Regions from separate parts of the Triticum aestivum genome. Here regions 2 and 3 are each linked to region 1. A link is a contact called in public Hi-C data. All regions are on one chromosome and are shown on one strand. Each heading gives the region's core, a stretch centred on a gene start, on an enhancer-like site or on the middle of the called end of the contact. The rest is flanking DNA. Distances are from core to core; before and after follow the strand shown.

What was found. A called contact is a pair of places that touch in the nucleus more often than the background predicts.
Region 2: a Hi-C map of leaf shows a contact between it and region 1, with 5 times the contacts expected there. The contact joins the promoter of LOC123122861 here to the promoter of LOC123122879 in region 1. A contact is called at or near these places in 2 of 5 Hi-C or Micro-C datasets (both in leaf).
Region 3: a contact with region 1 is called in a Hi-C map of root, with 8 times the contacts expected there. The contact joins the promoter of LOC123122902 here to the promoter of LOC123122879 in region 1. A contact is called at or near these places in 2 of 5 Hi-C or Micro-C datasets (leaf and root).

Annotation. Positions count from the first base shown.
Region 1 is chr1B:340,769,563-340,773,083 of IWGSC CS RefSeq v2.1, forward strand. It overlaps LOC123122879 (CBS domain-containing protein CBSX5), which reads left to right and starts at 1,725. Exons shown (of 2, transcript XM_044543254.1): 1 at 1,725-2,179; 2 at 2,981-3,521. The coding sequence starts at 1,857.
Region 2 is chr1B:340,544,824-340,548,344 of IWGSC CS RefSeq v2.1, forward strand. It overlaps LOC123122861 (mediator of RNA polymerase II transcription subunit 16), which reads right to left and starts at 1,892. Exons shown (of 16, transcript XM_044543234.1): 1 at 1,271-1,892; 2 at 413-481; 3 at 95-183. The coding sequence starts at 1,692.
Region 3 is chr1B:340,907,122-340,910,642 of IWGSC CS RefSeq v2.1, forward strand. It overlaps LOC123122902, which reads right to left and starts at 1,543. Exons shown (of 5, transcript XM_044543280.1): 1 at 1,150-1,543; 2 at 886-949. The coding sequence starts at 913.

The DNA.
Region 1 (3,521 bases), core at 475-2,974:
AAATGTTGTAATTTTTTATTTTACCAGTGGTCGTTTAGACTTTGAGCAAGGTTGAAGCTCTTGCTATTCTTGTGGATTTTGCTCTCCTCGACATTATTCTATAAGTGGAGTTTTTGTTGTGACTCCATAAAGAAAATAGACGTGTTTTTGTGCGAAGTAAAAATTGACGGCATTTACACACAAACCTCTATATTGCCTTTTGTTGAATTTTCATTTTACTTATATTTCGGCATGCCATGAGCATTACACATGGCGTCATGTTTTCCAAAGAGGGACTGGAGATGGACCAACTTTGACGATGTAATTTATACCGCTAACTCTAAATAACGTATTGCATATCGTTGTCTCTAAGAATAGGCATCCGGATTTCTAGGTTAGCAAGCAAGTCTGAACAAAACGGGCATGCACAAAATGGTAGAGTCGACAACAGAATTGTGGCATATGATGTGGGGCAACCACATTGATATCACGTTCCGTTTTGCCAAGATAGGAGAAATAGGTACGGTCTCATAAATCAGATGAACCACCTCTTGGTGGAATTGTGGACTTTAATGATCATTCACACACCAAACTTCAAAATGAAATGATCAAATTTACATACATGACACACATTTATCTCATTCAATGGCACGTGCACAGGATATTGTCATTGATCCAATTGGCGTTTGTGGGGTTGATGGTGTGTTCATGATCGTGTATATGTGGTGCTCCACATCGGTGAGATTATAGATTTGCATGTTCTTTGTAATCATCGTGTAAAAAAACTCTTGATCCAAAATCTCAAATTTCACATACAAACTATTCTGCGCATACTAGATCCAAAGCATGAGATTCACATACGTGTTGTGGATTAAAAAGAAAAGATGCTGCAGTGAATAGCATAAAGAAGTCAATGCTGTATGAATAGCATTGCTCAATACTACCTCCGTCACACAATATAAGAGGTTTATTACAAAAACGTCCTACATTATGGCTTACTGCCGACATCCCAAAAAACTGTTTTAGATGTGTTATCTAGACATATTTTAGTGTTAGGTATATTCGTATCAAGATAAATGTAAGACAAGCTTTTTGGCTTTTCGGGACGGATGACATTTTGAATAGTTTAATAAAGACTACATATAAACTAAAATGAGTGAACAAACATTTTAAAACATGTCTATATACACCGACTCGAAAAAAAAGCCAGGACATCTCAAAAATAGGAACGGGAAAGTACTAAATACCGTATTGTTTAGAGGAGATCGTTATGTAGATCGGATCTGAACCAAAGATACTGTAAAAAAGCATCATATGACCCAAAGACAAACCCAGAAAATCTTGAACTTGTGCTCTTTTGACTCGGAGAAGCCCGGTAGATTCGCCGGCTACGGGAGCACTACTGCACTGCATATGTTCTGGAATCTGGGCAAGATGCACCACACTGCATATCTTCTGGAATCAAGCCCAGGTCTCCTCGGCTCGGCTCAAACTCAAGCTAGGTTCTACTAAATCGGAGCCGAGCCGAATACAGCTCATCCACACCATGACACCACCGCATAAACCACGGCTACAGTCAAACCAACCACGCGCAGCTCCGACCCTTATCACTTCCCGGTGGGCCCGACACACGCCCGACCCCACACGTCATACGCGCGCAGCTGCCGCAAGACGCGTACCGTCGTCCCCCGCTCCGCCAAAGCCTATATATACTCCCTCCCCACCCGCCTGCCGTGGTTGAAAATCCAGATCCCCCTCTCGCCTCTCGTCCTCCCCCCGGCCTCTCTCTCCTCGTCCTCCCGTCGGAAAAATTTCCCCTTCCCACACCGCGTGAGGGTTTCGTCCTCGAAACCGGCCCAGGGTCCGCCCGCGAGTGCATGGCAGTGAGCCTCCTGGCCAATGACGTGTCGGACCTCTGCATCGGCAAGCCGGCCGTGAGGTCGCTCCCGCTCTCCGCGGCCGCCGGCGACCTCGCCGCCACGGTCCGCAAGGGGCCCCGCGCCGCCGCCGCCGCCTGCATCGCCGTCGGCCCGGCGCGCGGCGCCGTGGTGGGACGCGCCGGCCTCGCCGACGTCCTCTGCCTCCTCTGCTCCTCCCCCGACGCGCTCGCGCGCCCCGCCGCCGCGCTCGACCGGCCCGTCTCCGCGCTCCTGCCCAAGGACGGCGCCGGCGAGGTCCGCCGCGTAGATCCCCGTTCCAGGTACTCCTTCAGCCCTTCCCCTCTTGTTGGCCCCGCTAGGTTAATTTACTGTAATTTCGTTATTTTTTCCGTTGAAACGTACGCTTCTTTGGTCTTTGCGGACACCTGTTCAAGATTGGAGTTTTGCTAAAGGTCTAGGTGGGGGCAAAGCAAAGATACAAGACGACGCGTTTCAAGTCAAGATCTAATTGAAAAGCTTTTGCGAGGGAAGATCATAATTTTGTTGGAAAAAATATGAGTAATATTTTGATGTTGGAGATATGCCATGTTCCTCTCCCCATTGGAGTAGTAAAATAAAAAAAGTTTCAGGAGGAACATATAGGTGCATAATCTGACGATTCTTATCGAATTACGTGGCGAATTTGGCATAGGATTGGAATATGCGTGGCGATTCGAACGAGTGGCTAGTACTAGTATCTGATAAAGAAAAAAGGGGGAAACTCGTGTCAAATCGTCCGACGCATCTGGGACGATCTTGTGGCGCCGATCCTCGTGTCTTCCTGTGCCGATGGCGACACTCCCCAATCCCCATGTCTCCTTGCGAGTAGTCGACAGGCTCGGTCGCTTCCACGGAGATTTTTCTTGCCCTACATGTGGTTCAGAAATTGTGCTTTCTGATCGAATCCTGAACAAAAAAACACAGCGTCTTTTTTAAGGATCTTTGATGTCCGTGGCATCGGAATATGCTTGCCTTTTTCTTTTTTGCGTTAGATCTGAGAAGTTTGTCTTGCCCTTCTCTAATAAATCATGAATTCGATTTTGTTCAGTTTTGCTGATGCATGTGACTGATCCTTCCTGCAGTGTCTTGGAAGCTCTTGATGAGATCTTGAGCGGCGCGCAGGTGCTCGCCGTCCCGCTGCGCTCGGGCGGCCGCAAGAAGCAGCTGGGCGGCGTCGCTGGCGTGACCGGTGACTTCTGCTGGCTCACGCAGGAGGACCTCGTCCGCTACTTCCTCAACTCCATTTCTCTCTTCTACCATGTCGCCGCCCGCTCCGTCTCCTCCCTCGGCCTCGTGCGCCCCGACTTCCTGTCGGTGCGGCCCGACGAGGCAGCCTTGTCCGCCGTCCCCCTCATCCGCCGGGCCATCGCCGCGGAGAACGCGGTCGCCGTGGTCAGCGCCGACGGCCACCTCGTCGGCGAGATCTCCACGGCGCACCTCGCTGCCTGCGACGAGACGGCAGCCGCGGCCATCGCCACGCTCTCGGCGGCCGACCTCATGGCATACATCGACTACTTCGGCTCGCCGCCGGAGCACATCCTGCGCGCCATCAAGACCGGGCTCAAGGCCAAGGGCCTTGACGCCATGCTTGAGCTGATGGAGGATGAGACGATGACGTCGTTC
Region 2 (3,521 bases), core at 642-3,141, 220 kb before region 1:
GTTGAGGACAGCATTTCACAAACAAAAATAATCAAATTACAGCATGTACGGAGGATACCAGTATATTTTGAGTAACTGATGAATAGATGTTTACCTGCTCTAACATTGAAAACAGAACATTCTGTTGGTCTCTCTGGATTCAGTATGTGTATAGGAATCCAAAATGGTGGACTTGAATTAGAGCTGCAAAAAATCCAGTACATTACTTTGTAGGAAAGAATACCCCTAACCAAAAAAAAGGCAAATGAACAATTCGCTGAAATAATAATAAATAATTTGTGAAGCGCCTCTAGAATAAAATGGCGCTATTAATGCTGCCACCTAAAATTCCTTTGTCTGAAAATGAAATTCCGGTGCGATAACAAGTGAGGAACAAAGTAAACTTCAGGGAACAGATAGACAAATATCTGACCTTGGAATCCGCGCACAAGTCTCTGATGCACATGCAATTGCGTTCAGTTTCCCACACCAAGCAACAGCGCTGCAATTGAAAGACCACCAAGACGGGGAAAAGATATAATTTAGAAGTTTCAGTTAACCATGCGACAAATTGGACTAGGCGCGCTATCCTAGCACATTTAGACAGATATGTCAATAAGGAAAATGTGCATGGAACTAGAGCTTTAAAAATATGAAGCTTAAAGCTGGTATATGGTAATCCACATTTCGGGTCAAACCAATTAAAGATCGCACTCATTGTTCCTGAAACCATGAAGAACCACGCAGAATTGTAAAGGTTTAGCATACCGACTGTCTACGGAAGTTATTACCAAGACATGGGAATAAATGTACACTCCAACAAGAAAGACACTCCAAATTTTTTTTACCAAATTTAACTAAGCAGTTCCACTTCCAGCCTAGTGTGGTGGTATCACCACCTGGCAATTTCAGGATCACTAGAACATCCAGTAGAACATCACGAGATCTGTTCATGGATCATCCAGATACATACGCGGCTTTCCTGAAGTGGTTTTCATCATATTTTTACTGAATTTTCTCTGTCTTAGGAAGAGTGGATTGACCTCACTAAAATTGTCAACTGTAAGTCTGTAAATAGTGTTTAGCCCTTTTCCAAACGAGATCATAGCATTTTAGGAGGTCGCGAAACAACGCAAACCCAATTCATCCACTACCTAATGTCTCTGCAATGAACACAGCTACACATTTTCCCTCGTCACGAAACAATAACAGGGTTAATGGTAGTAGCTTTTAGGTTCAGCGGAGAATGACGCAAGTTCAAGGAGGCAGTGGGCGAGTCAAGCGGCCACACCTGAAGTTCCTGCACAGCTCGGGCACGCGCATCTTGTACTTGAGGCTTGCAGGGGGCTGCTTGAGGCGGATCCGGAACACGGTCGCCGGTGACGAGGCCAGCTGCGCTCCTCCGGCCGCTCCACTGCCACCTCCGCCCTCCACATCCCCAGCCCCACCTCCACCTCCACCAGCGCCGCCGTCAACCTCCATCGCGTCGCCCGCTACACCCGCCTCCACCGCCTCGCCACCGGCCCCGGCCCCACCATCCACCCCCGCTCCGCCACCAGCGACGACCCCGTCCTGGCTCTGCTGCTGCTGGTCCTTGTGCGGCGGCGACGACGCTGCGACCGCGTTTCCGCTCGCGGGAGCGGCGTTGGCTGCGGGGTTTGGGGGCGGTGTGGGGACGGGGTTAGGGTTTGGGGCGGGGGACGAAGAGGTCATAAGGACGGAGAGGGATGGGACGGGGGAAGGGGAGGAAAAAGGGGGGCGCGAGCGCGGGGGTGCTTAGGTCATTTGAAGCGACCGGCCGTCGCTGTCGCTGGGGAAGCCGGGTGGCGAGAGGACGAGATGAGGAGGGGAGTTGGCTCTGCTCGGTGCGCCGGCGTCGCTTTCAGGTGGGTGGATGAGGAGCTGGAGGGGGGGAAGGGAGATGCGGGGGGAGGGGACGGGACGGCTATATTGGTTTGGCTCTGCGATCGCGGAGTCTGTGAGGAAACGCTGACTCGCAGGGCTTTCGCGCTTGGCTTCGCAGCATCTACAACCCGACCCACACCGCCGGTGTCCGGACAGAAAATTGTAACCCAACCGGACGACTCATTTCCGACCCAAACGCCTAGACTGATATAAGAGGTGTTTGTTTTCAAGGACTTTTTGATGTAGGACTATAAAAAGTCCCTAGCAAACCAAACAGGGTGGGACTTTTTTGGGACTTTTTGCTAAAAGTCCTTGGAAGCACCTCCTTGAAAGTCTTTTTCAAAAAGTCCCAGTGACTAGAAAAAGTCCTAGGACTAGAGAAACAAACACCACCATATTGTTTTTGGCTCTGCAGTCCTGGATCAAGAAGGAAACATGGACTTTTTGGACCCCACGCACACAGATCACGGCCCAACGCGCATGAGTAATAAACGGACAAATGTCCGTTTTTTGTCGGTCGCCGATCCATTTATAGTCCAAATTGCGTCGAAACAGACAGCACGCGGACGAACGGGACGTGTGTCCTTGTCCTTTCGTTATATCCCGTAGCAACGCACGGAAAATCATCTAGTTGTAGAAGTTTGATAGCAAACAAAACCTCTTCATTAACTGGACAAGGGTGTCCCTGTTTAATAACGCGATAGTTTCTATGACCCTTAGGGAAGTGGCCCGCGTGGGCGCACGCTACACATGGACCAACAAACAGTTAACGCCGGTGCGGTCGGTGCTGGACCAGGTTTTCATGTCCGCGGAGTGAGAAATATTATTCCCCATGTGCTCCCTTCAGGCGGAAACGAGGATTGGTTCGGATCACATTCCCTTAATCCTGTCCTCGGGGGAGGACAGGTTAAAGCGTAGTCCTCGTTTCTACTTTGAAACGGCGTGGTTCGAGGTCCCGGATTTTGAGCAAATCTTCCTCTCCAAATGGGAGGCATGTGTAGCTCAGATCGGACAAACGCGTAGGCCTATGGAGTTTTGGATTGCCGCAGGGGCGGGAATGCGTGCAGCGCTCAAAGGCTGGGGGGCCAACCAAGGCCGTGAGGATAAACTGCCCGTATGGACGCGGTTGCGGATGCGCTGGGCTTCTCGGAACTTGAATGGGCTCGGCGCTATGCGGTTGAAGCCCAAGTTGAGTCTCTCCTTGGGGCGGAGGAGTAGTACTCGCATAGACGCGGGGGCATCAAGTGGACGCTCAAGGGAGACGCGAACACTAAGTATTTCCACGCGTACGTTAACGGTAGACGTCGTAAGTGCGCCATCCTGTGTCTGCAATCCGAGCAGGGACTCTTTTTGCGCCAACAGGACATCGTCCGCCACATTTACGATTTCTATATCCAGCTGATGGGCTCCAGGGAGGAGTCACGTGCCCGACTGCGGGCGGATGTTTGGGACCCTGCGCTGCGGGTCACGGACGAGGAGAATGAGGGCCTGGGGCTGGCCTTCCTCTCCCAGGAGATTGATGCGGCGGCTCTTGGGATGAAATCGGACACCGCACCGGGTCCAGATGGGTGGCCGGTGGTGTCGTGGTTCTAAGTCTGACAGTAGAATGGGGGGTAGGTATGAAGAGGCAAGATCCT
Region 3 (3,521 bases), core at 293-2,792, 140 kb after region 1:
TTTTTTGTAATTTAACATTGAACTATACAATGATAGATATATGTGAGCTTAAAAATGTGCTTCTAATATGTTCGATTCAGTATTTACTAACATTTCTTAAAAAAACGAACATGTTTTTCTATAGTTTCTTCCACATCAATCAACAATACTGAAGGCACGAAAACATTTAATTTTCTAATAGCCTACCCCAACTTGTTTGGGACAAAAGGCTTAGTAGGTAGTAGTAGTAGTAGTAGTAGTAGTAGTAGTAGTAGTAGTAAGTATACTTGAAAAAACATAAATGTATTTGTTTTCATGTTATTCGAACGTGCTCTGCACATGCACAGTTACCGGCGTTGAGATGGGACGGAGTCCAAAAACTAGAGAGCAAGAGATGGAATCAAGGTCGGTGTTTAAGGGAGCATTCCAATAATACACCTTCTGAACTGAATTGTTTGAGGATGTTTTTTCAACATCAGATTATCGGCTTTTCCATCCTTCAGTTCAACGCTGCAATGCAGCTATTTTGCATATTTTGTATAAAATACCAGGAAGGCAAGAAAATCTAACATTACTTTTATCAGATACACATGTCAAATATCCTTGCTTCAACACAACGGACTGCAGTTCTCTTTCTCTGATAAATCTTATTACTTGCATTCCCCTAGTACTTATCCAGAGTTTTGAGTTGCAGGAGCAGCCATATGTAACAATAACTAGTTATTTTATATCTTGGCACATCCTGGACAGCTAATTACGATTAAGTCTAGCTTTATTTGTTTTCTTGAAATCACAGCTCAAATATTTCTGCAGAATTTGAAGCACACAAATACATGACATGACAACACACCTGCAAATAATTTAAAGAGCAAAGATGTGTGGATGAAAACGATATACAGTGTCCACCTTGATTTTGCTGATCAGACGGCTTCATTTACGCCAGCCTTCCTTCCCATTTTTATTGCTCCCACTGCATACAAAGAGTGAAAAAGGATAGTACGATCAAGTCGACTTTAACATCTTGGCCTTTTCTGCCTAAATATTAACATTTGTACATCACTAGAGTTGCACTCCACTTTCCCCCAAACAATCCTGCTATGTTCTTTCTAATCAAGTCAACTTCCAATCAATTTACTAGTCTAGGTTTTCGTATAAGTACAGTATTGCTACCTTTTGGCTGCAACTATTCAAGAATTACTCCTGCAGCTCAACGAGGCAGTAAGCTGGCCTGAAAGCTGAGGCGAGCGGCAGCCCTGGAAGCAAGCGCCGCTGTACGGCCTCCCCATCCTCTCGCGGGCCACGGATAGTAAGGTCTGCTCCTTCCCGCTGCTCGGCAAGAAGAGCGTGAATCCGGCCGGATCTAAGTCGGCCGCAACGGTTCAGCCCAGATCCATGGATCCTTCCCGCCTTCCCGACGAAAGAGAGGAGCGGGAGAACGCGTCGGTGGCTTGGAGCCGTGGAGCGGGAGGGGCGGCAGTGGGAAGGCACTTAGGGCGTGTTCGGTAACCCTCTCCAGCCTCAAACTCCTCAACTCCTCAGCCAATATCCAACGGCCAGCTTCTCGTTGAAAATCTCGGAGCTAACCATCCGTTCGGCACATCAGCTTCTAGTTTGGCAAGCACAGGTGTCATACACATTAGCACAAACCACCTCAATAAACAAAACAAGATTACAATCAGACCCCCTGATCATCCTGCATCACTCGTCAGGATGGAGGTGAAGACCAGCATGCCGGCACTACCCCATCACCGTGGACGGCCACACGGAAGCCGAAGCTGCAGATGGACGGCGAGCGACCGATGGGGAGGACAGTGAGGTCATCGGGGCTCAGGGATGGGAGCGCCGGCCATTGCTCCCGCATCCTCGGCAGCTCCTGGCGGATTGAAACGGCGGCAGTGGAGGACGATGGAGACGGCGGGGCGGGCGGCCAGCGGGGCGGACGGCGAGCTGGGAGGGCGGCGGCCGGCTACGTGGGTCGATGGGCTCGGCGGCCTGTGTGAGAGGAACGAGAGAAGGAGATCGTAGGGATAGAGCAATCGTGCGGGATGGGATCGAATCGGTACGCACGCCGTTCACTTGGCGGTGGTAGTTGCTAGTAATTTTGGTCAAACTCCCGCTCCTTCGATTCCTGGGAGCTCGCCTTTTCCAACTCCACGACTCCTCCAGTTTTACACTACACAAATAGCCAGCTTCTCACTCTCATAACCAAGATTTAAACCGTTCGGCTGAACTCCTCATTTGGAGTTGAGGAGTTAAGAAGCTGGAGGGCTATCGAACACGCCCTTAGGATGTGTTTGGTTTAAGAACGTAGTAGAATAGAATGTCATGGTTCCATGGGTTGGTTCCATTCCTGTGTTTGGCAGGGACAATTGAGTGGAATGGAATGATTATATTTGAGTGTTTGGTTGAAGAGATGGAATCGGATGGATTTAATTCAGCTCATCTAATATGAACAGTTGTAGCTATATTCTCAGCGACATTTTTGACTAAATATTTACACTGAGTTGAATTTTGACATCAAACAAACAACACATACAAAAATAAAAAAACATCAAGTGGCATGCCTATGCCGCCTTCACAGCAAGCTGCTGGATCAATCGAATTGGATGTAATCGGATCGATGTGAGCAAGCTTAGCCCATGCCGGCTTCACAACAAGCTGCTGGATCAATCGATCTTTGAGCTAGCTTTCAACATACATCTGTCTCCTCTGGATGAATCGATTCAGTGCCTTCACCAACAGGCGAGGGACTCCCACCGACGGCGCCAGGTACGAGACGGGATGATGTCGAGCATGGGCATCGGGAGGAAGGTCAACAGTCCCGTCGCCGGCTTGCTAGCCTTCGAGCCTGACGACCCCGAGGATCCGCACAAGGCTTGACACCAGATCCACGCCGGGATGGCCGATGCGTTGCTTGCCTCCCACTCAGTTGCTCGCCTCCTCCTGCCATTCGTGTCCTCTACCGCTGCTAGCTCGCCCCACCGCTCCCATGCTCCTAGACCGCCGCCACTGCTCCGCTCCCATGGCAGCAGCGCAGACGCAGATCGAGAAAGGGGAGAGCGGCTGTGGAGAGTATCTTCCTCATATGGCAGCTCGCCGCTCACCCGCCCCGCTGGTAGCTCGCCGTCGCCCCACTGGGATGCGAGAGAGAGGCCTCGCCGGAGAGGGAGAGAGGTGGGAGTGCTGGGAGAGAGACGAGGGAGTTGCGGGCTGAGCCGTTCCGCGTGGTTCCACCGAATCGGAGGGCCCCGTGCCGCATATTGAGGGAATATGACGCTCCAGAGAATCACTGGGTTCCGCTTCCATCGCTGAACTAAACGCGAGAACATGGTCCAGGAACGGGTTGGACCGGTGACATTACCGAAAAAGACTTTCGCCCTGCTTTATATGTAAAGCACCGACCAACAATAACCCGGTACAAACGCACGTCATCACAACACACGCACACACCCGAGGCAAGATACATAAGCGCTGAGCACAGCAACACCACCCCAAACACTACAAGAGCAGCCGGGTCCTCGACCGTAACACGCCACCGCGAA